3 separate regions of the Anas platyrhynchos genome follow, and regions 1 and 2 are each linked to region 3. Evidence: chromatin contacts called from public Hi-C data. All regions are on one chromosome and are shown on one strand. Each heading gives the region's core, a stretch centred on a gene start, on an enhancer-like site or on the middle of the called end of the contact. The rest is flanking DNA. Distances are from core to core; before and after follow the strand shown. Region 1 has its middle 71 kb from the start of OPA1. Region 2 holds the start of PPP1R2 (protein phosphatase 1 regulatory inhibitor subunit 2). Region 3 holds the start of LSG1 (large 60S subunit nuclear export GTPase 1).

Region 1 (3,036 bases), core at 235-2,734, 230 kb before region 3:
CTTGTTATTGGGTAAATCCCTGAAGTCTTCGCTTAGCCAAAATTCCCATTTAAGACAATGGACCTATGGGAGTTGTCTCATCATTAACTGAACTCCAGCAGTTGTCTGGCACTCAGTGAACTAAGTCATGGTCACTGCCCCTGTGAGTTTACCATCTACGTTGGAGACAAAGACTAAACAAGGCTGAGAAGATAATGAGGCAGCATGAGCTGGAACTGGGCTCCTGCGCCCAGTATCGCACTTTGTTCTCTAGGTGTTTGTGAAAGGAGAGGGTGACCACTGGAACAACGCCGGTCACTGTAGTGGTATTAAAGGCAGATTTTGACATGTGCTGTTGCTGACTGGCTCTTTCATTGTGCTTTTCAGCAAAGACCAAGACAGACGAGGTCCATGCTATGGTGCCTCCTCCTATGGGGATTTGTGGCCCTCCTGGCATGGGAGCTGCTGAAAAGGGTTGCTTGACACTGTCTTGTTCTGGGCTTTTCCTTTTGAGGGGAAAGTACTGTCAGGCTGACACTCACTAATGTGTTAAATCTCCGGGGTTAAACTTGCCCGGTGACAAGGCCAAGACATGCCCATCACAGACACTTGGATAAATGTGTGGTACCCGGCAGTCCCTAGCTGCTATCCCCTCCCAACTCCCCGAGACGAGCTCCCCAAGTCACCAAGCAGATTACCTGGGCAAAGCTCTCTTGTGAGTAATAGACATGGTCACCGTGTCAGTAATGTTGGGTCAAGTGACATCCTGCCCATATCAAGGCTGACTCCGTGGTGCTGGTGACCTGTGGGGGCCCGGAGGAGAAGCCTGGAGAACTAAGGGGCACCGACAGGCTGCTGAGGGAGAAGGTTAGGAGAGAACAGGAGCTGTGGTTTGAACCTAAGGAAAGGCGAAGTGGAAGTGGTCGGTGCTTTCACGGGTATGTTATTACCTTGCTGTGGGGTGTAGGCAGGCTTACAAGGCTGCCTCACAGACCAACTCCCCGTCTTATTTTTGGCTATCAAAAGCATAACAGGCCTAGGAGGGGATGGCTGTTACTGCCTAACATACATTCACAGGGAGCTCAGATCTGTGATCTGTTCCTTCCATGCTGCAGGCAAGTGTTACTGGTAATCCTTTTTGCAAGGAGTAGGCTCTTGGGGAACTATGGATGGGATTGATTAGTACTGGTATAAGAATCATTATCAATGCCATGGGAACTGTGCTGTGTACCGTAAAGATTGCTGCCAAACCTACTAGAAGGCCTAAAGCTCTACAGCCCCCTTGATCTACCCTCTGCATAAGCCTTATTACTGCTCTGTCCCACTTGGTGCTGTCCTTCATTAACACGTGAGCTCTCACACTGTCATTGCTGGAGAGGGAACTCATCCCTACACAGAAATCCCTTGCAAAGAAACACATCGTTATTTTGTGTAGTCCTTGCCCCTACTCAGAGTAGGTGCTAGGAAGAACAGCGGAAAACCAGGGCCTGTGTACAGTAACTCCCTGCAAGACAGCCTTGGAGCTGTTTCTGTGCCATTGATAGGTACACGTGTATGCCTCTGCACCCTGTGGCTGCATGACCCTGAGTATAAAACTTAACAACTGAGCAATTGAAGGTCACTGATTTATTTGCTGAGCATGTACATGAAATATGGGGGAAATCTGGTCAAGTTTCCTTGATTTTCACCAATTTTTGTGCCTGCTGATGGAAATCAAAATGTTCCCAAGGTGTGACCCAGGGCAGAAAAGTGTAGGTCTGCTCCCACAACCAGCCCTTGCCCTCAGGGTGTTGGTGCAGGAACCTCCTCAGCAGTTTCCCGTCCCTAGGGCTGTGCACTAGGACAGGGACCTGCGGGAGGGATACCTGCAGCAGTTGCAGAGCATCACTGCTTGTGGCTGTGCCTGACGTGGGTCTTTGTCTTCATCCTGCAACAGTCATGAAGCTTCAGCCCCAGCCTCTCCCCTCACCGTCTCCCCCTGCTTCTCGGAGCTATTTGGCCGCTGTATGAATCCAGCTGTGGGTGAATGCGTGCAGGTGTGAAGCCCGTTCCTAATCCCCTGGCTGTGCACCCGGGTTCCTTTCGTACGCTTTGAACACGTGCCACAGATCTTCGTTCCAGTAGGTAAGACTGCTTCTCATCTGTGCAAGCTGATGGCTTATATATGTTTTTTGGGTTTCCCTAAAGCAGCCTAAAGTCTCCTAATCCTCCCTTTCTGCCTCATATCTCTTGCTGGCTGAGTTTCTGAGCCCTGGTGCCCAGTGATGGCTCACTTCTGTCCCTAGAGAAGGGGGATGGTTGCTTTGGGAGTGAAGCAGCTGCTGCCAGCTGGCAGAAGGGATGTGTGACAGAGCCAGCATGCGTCCCAGCTGCTGGTGTGGGCAGCATTTGGGTGAGGACTGACACAGGGGGTGCACCAGGGCACAAAGTTAGCCAGAGCCACCTCTGTGGCCTGCAAGCAGCTATCGCTGCTGAGCAGTGCAACCCTGTCGAGTGGGAAAGAGGAGAAGGGGAGGTTTCTCCTGTTTCAAACCCTCTCCTGTTACTAATGGGGACATGTCATAGCCATGGGAATAAGGCACGAGGCATTGATTCATTGAGCTTTTCCTTGTAATGCTGTAGATCTTCATTAATGTTCCCAGTTGTGCTTTCTGCTGCTCCCGGTGGGGCCACTTAATGACGTAAAGAGCTTAATAAGGAGAAGCTGTGGTCACAGCTGAGGGGAAGGGTCTGCCTTACTGCTGCCAAGGGTTGTGCTGTTTATCACACGCAGCATCAGCCTCTAAATATTTCTTACCATTGGGACTGAGGGAATCACTTTGCAGAGGTTATCCAGTAAATCTGGCAGGGCAGAAACAGAGACCAAGGTCTTAGGATCATACTGATCTGTAAAAGCATCTGGCAGGATTCCGGATGGGGCTGCTGGCTGTTAGGAACTGTAGCTGTGCATTGTCCACGGAGAAAAAGTCTTAGGAGGCATGCAGCAGAGTTTTCTCCGGGAGTTTTTTTCTGCTTGTTCCATTCTCCTTCCTGAGGGATCCCAGAGCTCCAGGCAAG
Region 2 (3,125 bases), core at 170-2,669, 160 kb after region 3:
GCAGCTATTTTTAAAGGAAAGTCAGATCTGACTTTCAGTATTAGAAAGAAGTATGGAGGCTGCTGATTGAGGTGCACAAAGAAAACATACCTTAATTCATATGCCAGTTTTCAGTCTGCAAGGAACATCACAGCTGCACTGCTTCCAATTCTTTTAGAACACAAAATGATTTTGCTAAATTTAGAAGCAACGCTGATGTAATGAAGTCACCAACTAAAAAAATGATATCTGCACGCAAACTAGCTTTAAATTCCCCATCCTGATCTTTCCAGGAAATCTTCTAATGCAGTGTACCAGATTTAGGCAATGTGCTTTAACTTGCAAGGCAATTTCAGAATTAATCTAATAACACATTTATTGATTCACGTCAGTAAATAAGAACAAGAAGCTGGATTCCTGTCTGCTTAACTGCTTACCCCCAGCTACACCACACACTCAGCTCATTTGCTTGTATTTCTGATCACTCTTGAAGCTGGTAGAAGAAAGACCACAGAAAATGAAACAGAGGCCCCTCACAGCCAGTTTCACTGTATGCCTGGCGTGATAATAAGTATGTAGTGCTTATATTAAAACTAGAGGAGGAAAAAAAAACACACACAACTCATGTGCAGTGTATTGCTACTTACACTCCATTTCTTCAAAAATATCAGGCCACTCCTTCAGTCGTAATAATGTCTCTCTGGAAAGCAGGAGCCTTTGCCACAGGCAGTACAGAAAATGAACAACTTTGAGTTCCTACCTGGCTGACTTAGACTAGGCAAAGAGGAAAAGGAACATGACCATGACAGAAAGGACCCTGCACGCACATTTTGATGGTTGTTATTCCTCTCCTTGCAATACCAACTGAGGTCCCAAGCGAAGAAAACTGCCCAAAGAGCTCCTACAAACACGGGTGTGCAGAATGCGGTCACCACAATGCGATGGCGTCTCAGGGCGCTGTCACCACACACCGGGCGCTCACAGCAGGCAGGAGGGGAGGTCCCCACAGCCCAAGCCCACCTCGAGGCTTTCGGGACTAACCCAGCGCGCTGCTGCTGCTCAGTCTGGAGGCTGCTCGCTGAGCATTGCCGAACACAGCTGCTGTTACTGCCCTTACCGGCAGCGTTACCCCGCTGCCCACACCACAAAGCAGCCCCGCGGCCCCCCAGCACCCCCCGGCCCCGCTCCTCCTCCCCTCCGCGGCCTCACCCGTGCTCGTCGTCGTCGCGGGCCGGGCTGGCCCGCCTGGCCCCGGTGGCCGCGCTGCCCCCCGCCGCCTTCCCGCCGCCCTTCTTCAGGATGCCCTTGATGGGCCCTCGCCCCGCCGGCGCCCCCGAAGCGGAGGCGGCCGGCACCGAGGACACCGAGGGCGCCTCCATGGCCGAGCCGCCCGCCTCCGGCCCGCGCCTCACGGCCCCGCCTCGCCTCACGGCCTCGCCTCACGGCCCCGCCGGGCCCCACCGCGGCCCCTGGCGGCCGGCGGACCGCAGCCACCCGCCCGCCTCACGGGGGGACCCGGGCCCTCAGGGACGGGAGCTGAGGGGAGGCCGAGCCCGCTGCTGGGGGCTGCGGGGAGTCGCTCCTGCCTCGCCCCCAGCCTGCCCCTGAGGCGAGGGAGCCCCCCCGGCCGCAGCATCCCCCCCTTCACTCGGTGGTGCTGAGGTGCCCGGCACCTGCTGCGTGCTGAGGGCACGGCAAGGGGTTTATTCCATGGACACAACGCAGCAGGGGTGGCCATGGTGCAGGTGGCTTCCAGCAGGCTGCCAGCACGATGGCATTTGTCCTCAGCGAGCTGCAGAGCAAAAGCAATGAGCACCCCGAGTCCCTCTACTCCCTCCCCAGCTGTTTTTTGTGTTTTTTTTTAAGTTTCTCCCAGCACAATAAAACCCAGGTGTGTACAAAAGCACCTTGGCTTTGCACAGGGCATCCCAGCACTCCAACAGCTGCTTACGAGGTGCCTTTTTGCACCACACCAGGTTGCCCCCCCAACAGCAGGGGTAAGCCCCCTGCAGCCAGGCCCTCCCAGGCAGGAGGCAGAAGCACGGAGGTGGGCGCCCAGCCGACAGCATGCCACACAGGCAGGAAGGCAGAGAGGGCCAGAAGCAGGTGTTTGGATTTCGTTTTAATGAGTTGCAGCGGTGCTATGTGAGCAGAGCTGGAGCAGAGCCTCTGGCAGGGCAGGGGCAGAGACAGTGGGTGCACAGGAGGTGATGAGCAGGGGGAAGCCTTGGGAGCAGAGACCAAGCGAGCAGCCCCCACTCGTTCTGTCTGCTAATGGGTACGCTCGGAGCTCGGGTAGTGCAGGACCAGCCTCGCAAGGGGCACAGGAAGACGTGTACAGACACCCGGGATGGAGCAATGCTGTTTTTCTGGACATTTTCAGACTTTAAAAAAGGCCAGACCCAAACCCTAGCAAGTAGATCTACTGACTTGGCAGTAGCTTCCACCTACTGCCCCACACCAGAAAATGTGCTCAAAGCACCCAGCCCCAGGCTGCAGCACTGACCCCCTGTGCTCAGACACCCTGTGCTCAGACACCCTGTGCTCCCGGCGGGCCCAGAAGCATCAAAACAACTTATGGGTGCATGGTTCCCCCTGGGGCTAACATTTGCACATAGCAGCTCATAACTTTCTGCCTCCCCCCGCTGCAGGATTTGCAGCAACAGCAGAGCTTCACGCCTGCACGTCAGGGTTTCTGTTCTGCACCCATCAGCTTTGAATCAGCCACTCTGCCAAAGTCAGGCAGAGTGAGATGAAACAGAGAACAGCAACAGAGGGAACAACAGCACGGAGTGACTCAGGGCTGGCAAACTACCATTAGCAAGGGGATTATTGCATTTCTCTGTTACAAAGAGAAATCTAATGGCTAATAACAAAAGCAACAAAGTTCATAGCTGGTCTGGTGCTGTGTGGCTGCGTGCTGGGAGTTACATCTCAGCGGGGCAGTTAAGCTGATCCGTGGGCATCATTTTCTCAGTGTCGATCTTGTAGGACTGGAGGACGCTCTTCAGGTGCTCCACAGTCTCCGGGTGCATGTCGGGAGTTCTTGACATAATCCAGGCGTAGTCAATGTGGAAGATCCAGAGGATGTTTGTGCAGGAGTACACCAGCGAGTAGTTTTCGTAGTCGGTGGAGATTACCCAGTA
Region 3 (2,811 bases), core at 20-2,519:
CAAGTGCATACTCACTGGGCAAGCTGTCGCCTCCATTCAAGAAAGCTTTCCCTCTCAGCTTGTTTCAAGTCTTCTGCACTGGTTGTCCTATCCCAATATGGCCTGCAACAAACGCATTTTGGAGCAGATGGTCAAAAGTTTTAGTGGTTATACCAGTTATATTATTATAGCAAGCATCTACAAAGAACACAGGTACCACACACTCAGTTACAGTGACGTGGTTGTACGTCACACGTACAGGCAACTATTTGCTGCTGCTTTAAGTACTTCTCATTTCCTTGGTCCCTTTAAACCCCGACAGCTAAAGTGAAATGGACATTACCCTACACACAGCATATCTCACACAGTTGGTCTCCCCAGCTGAGATTTGCAGGGCGTTGAAAACAGAAGATTCATCTCTCTGTCTGCTGCGCATAAAAGGTCTGAAAGGTTTGCTGGGTGGAAGGCCAGGTCACGGCACCCCCCATAACACGGGGGTGACAAAGCAGCGTCCCCAGGCTGACAGAGCCCACACGGGAGCCACCACCTCAGCGGGCGCCCAGCCCAGCATCACCCACCTCCTCGGGATGCGCAGGAACCGCCGGTTCTCCTCGTGCAGCTGCTGGACGTGCTGGGCCTCCTGCGCCGTGAGCAGCCCGGTGCGGCTCTGCGCAGACACAAACTGGATGTTCAGCCGCTCTGAGGGATGGACAGACAGACAGAGGCGGTCACGCAGAGCCTGATGTGCCTGGCAGCACCCCTGCTGCCTGCCCCCATTACCCCAGCCCCCCTGCCCCATCCCCACAGCCCCACACTCCCCCCAAGGCCCTTTCCAGCCCCTCACCGGCCACGAAGCGGGTGCCGGCCAGCTCGGCCGTGGCCAGGAACTCCTCCAGCGGGCTCTGCTCCACCGCCGACCGCTGCTCGGGGCCAGCCTCGTCGCCCACCTCGCTGGCGTGCCGCTGCCGGGACGGGACAAGAGGGCACCGTTAGCCCGCACCGACCCCCTCTGTACACCCCCGGCCCCATCCCCGCCGCCCTACCCATGAGGCGGCCCCGCGGCGCCCCGCGCCCCGCTGCAGGCAGCGGCCGAGCCCCGCTCCCCGCTTCCTCCCCATGCGGCCCGCCCGGAACCGGCCGCCCCGGCAACCGGAGCTCCCCGCAGCCGCCGCTCCGCCGCGGCCCCGCTGCGCCGTTCCGGGGAGGGAAGGTTCCGCCCGGTGGCTCCGTGGCCGTCCCTGTCAGGGTCCCTGACAGGGTCTCTCCCTGTCCCCATCCTGCGTCCCCGCTGTCCCCTCTGTGTGCCCTGCCCGGCCCCGCGGCCCTGCCCCGCCGGCTGTCCCTGTGTGCAAAGAAAGAAAGGCTCGGTGGGATGCCTGCAGCCCGCTCAGCTGCCTCTTTCCCCTCGTTTTTTCGCCCAAAACCACCACACGGAGGGCACACGGTGGTCCTGGTGCCTCAGGGGGCCATCAGCAGAGGACTGAGCCAACGACCCGCTGCTCAGCACCTCACCAGCTTTCATCCAGCCTCCTTCCACAAACCCACCTCAGGCCTTCAGCAGGGTGCATCAGCAAGGGTCACTGCACACAGCAGTGCTGAGGGAGATGCAGACTGGGTGGCCAAGTGACAGAGACAGCCAAGTCTCGCCTAGGTCCTTAATTCCCTATTTTTAACTGCAGCGTTCCCCAGCCCACCCATCGCTGTGCTGCGTCTACCTGAGCAAGATGGGTTTCTTTCGGTTGTACTTCACCTGGCAACCTGCTTCTCATAGATGACATTTACCAAGGAGTAAAAGTCTTCTAGGAGAAGACACAGGAGCTGCATAGAGGTGGCCTGGGTACCCATGCACATACATTAGGGGCTGAGAGCTCGGGACAGCACGGAGGAGACGGGCACAAAACCTCCAGCAGCACAGCCCCGCTTGGCTGCACCACCAGGCTCCTCTGCTCCGTGTTAACAGAGCGCCTGGCTGGCTGGAGGGCGGCCACAGCTGCTGGGACTGCTCACAAAAAATCCTGGACAGACAAAGGCAAAGTCTGCTCTCCTTCCACTGCGGGGTAATCATCTGCTAGTACCAAAAAGGCTGGCTTCCCTCCCAACTTCTTCTGCCTTGGAGCAAAACCATTGCTCCAGTTTTTCATGCAAATCCTGAGAATTATTTAGTAGCAGCAGCTCATTTTCAAAAGCCAGCAGTGCCAGTGCATTTTGCCTAAAGGAAACATTGTTCTTTCTGGACAACTTTTCCTCCATTTTCCTTTAAGGCAGCACTGGGAGATCTCAGGACTGTGTCTCTGAAATATTCATGTGATGGCTATTCATTATTCATGCGGTTTCACAATGCTTGATTCAGCGGTATTACCAGCTCAAGCCTGACAAGCAGATACACTAAAAACCACCCCCTGCCCCCCAAGGCACCCCTGAAAGGACACACGGACAGTTCTGCTCTGTGCAGCATTGCATCTGCCTGAATCCCCTTGTTTGCAGCTGCAGTCAGACACGTGTCAGCACGGCAGGGAGATGGGCCTGAAGAGCGGCAGGGCTCCTGCCAGGCAGGAGGGCACCATGTATTCACCCAGAGTCTGGAGAGCAGCTGGGACAGGGCTGGCCAGGGAGGGGACAAACTGGCACACAGAGCCAGCAGCAGCACCAGGCTGTCCTCACGGGTGGGACAGAGGTGCCAGAGGAGCCCTGGGCCTGGCAGAAGGGCCACCATGACATGCCATAGGGCGCGCTGAAACCATCCTGCACCTGGGACCACCAGGAAAAGGGGGAGCCTGGTCTTGTGGGAGTGAGCTCACTCCTCTCCAGGAGCAGGCTGAGCGCTGGGAAGGC

The links. Hi-C and Micro-C count contacts between places; a contact is called where the count stands out from the background.
Region 1: a Hi-C map of liver shows a contact between it and region 3, with 2.2 times the contacts expected there. The contact joins the enhancer-like site here to the promoter of LSG1 in region 3. A contact is called at or near these places in 2 of 8 Hi-C or Micro-C datasets (liver and skeletal muscle).
Region 2: a Hi-C map of subcutaneous adipose tissue shows a contact between it and region 3, with 3 times the contacts expected there. The contact joins the promoter of PPP1R2 here to the promoter of LSG1 in region 3. A contact is called at or near these places in 2 of 8 Hi-C or Micro-C datasets (skeletal muscle and subcutaneous adipose tissue).

Annotation. Positions count from the first base shown.
Region 1 is chr9:12,498,542-12,501,577 of IASCAAS_PekinDuck_T2T, forward strand. No RefSeq gene overlaps it. Among named protein-coding and RNA genes, the nearest start is that of OPA1, 71 kb to the left of the region's middle. Within about 2 kb of position 1,485, at least 4 of the 8 cell types and tissues checked have an H3K27ac peak or open chromatin away from gene starts, as enhancers often do.
Region 2 is chr9:12,881,709-12,884,833 of IASCAAS_PekinDuck_T2T, forward strand. It overlaps PPP1R2 (protein phosphatase 1 regulatory inhibitor subunit 2), which reads right to left and starts at 1,420. Exons shown (of 8, transcript XR_011811279.1): 1 at 1,189-1,420. It overlaps APOD (apolipoprotein D), which reads right to left. Exons shown (of 5, transcript XM_027464777.3): 5 at 2,087-3,125. The coding sequence ends at 2,907.
Region 3 is chr9:12,723,995-12,726,805 of IASCAAS_PekinDuck_T2T, forward strand. It overlaps LSG1 (large 60S subunit nuclear export GTPase 1), which reads right to left and starts at 1,270. Exons shown (of 14, transcript XM_072042330.1): 1 at 1,130-1,270; 2 at 824-941; 3 at 558-678; 4 at 16-102. The coding sequence starts at 1,255.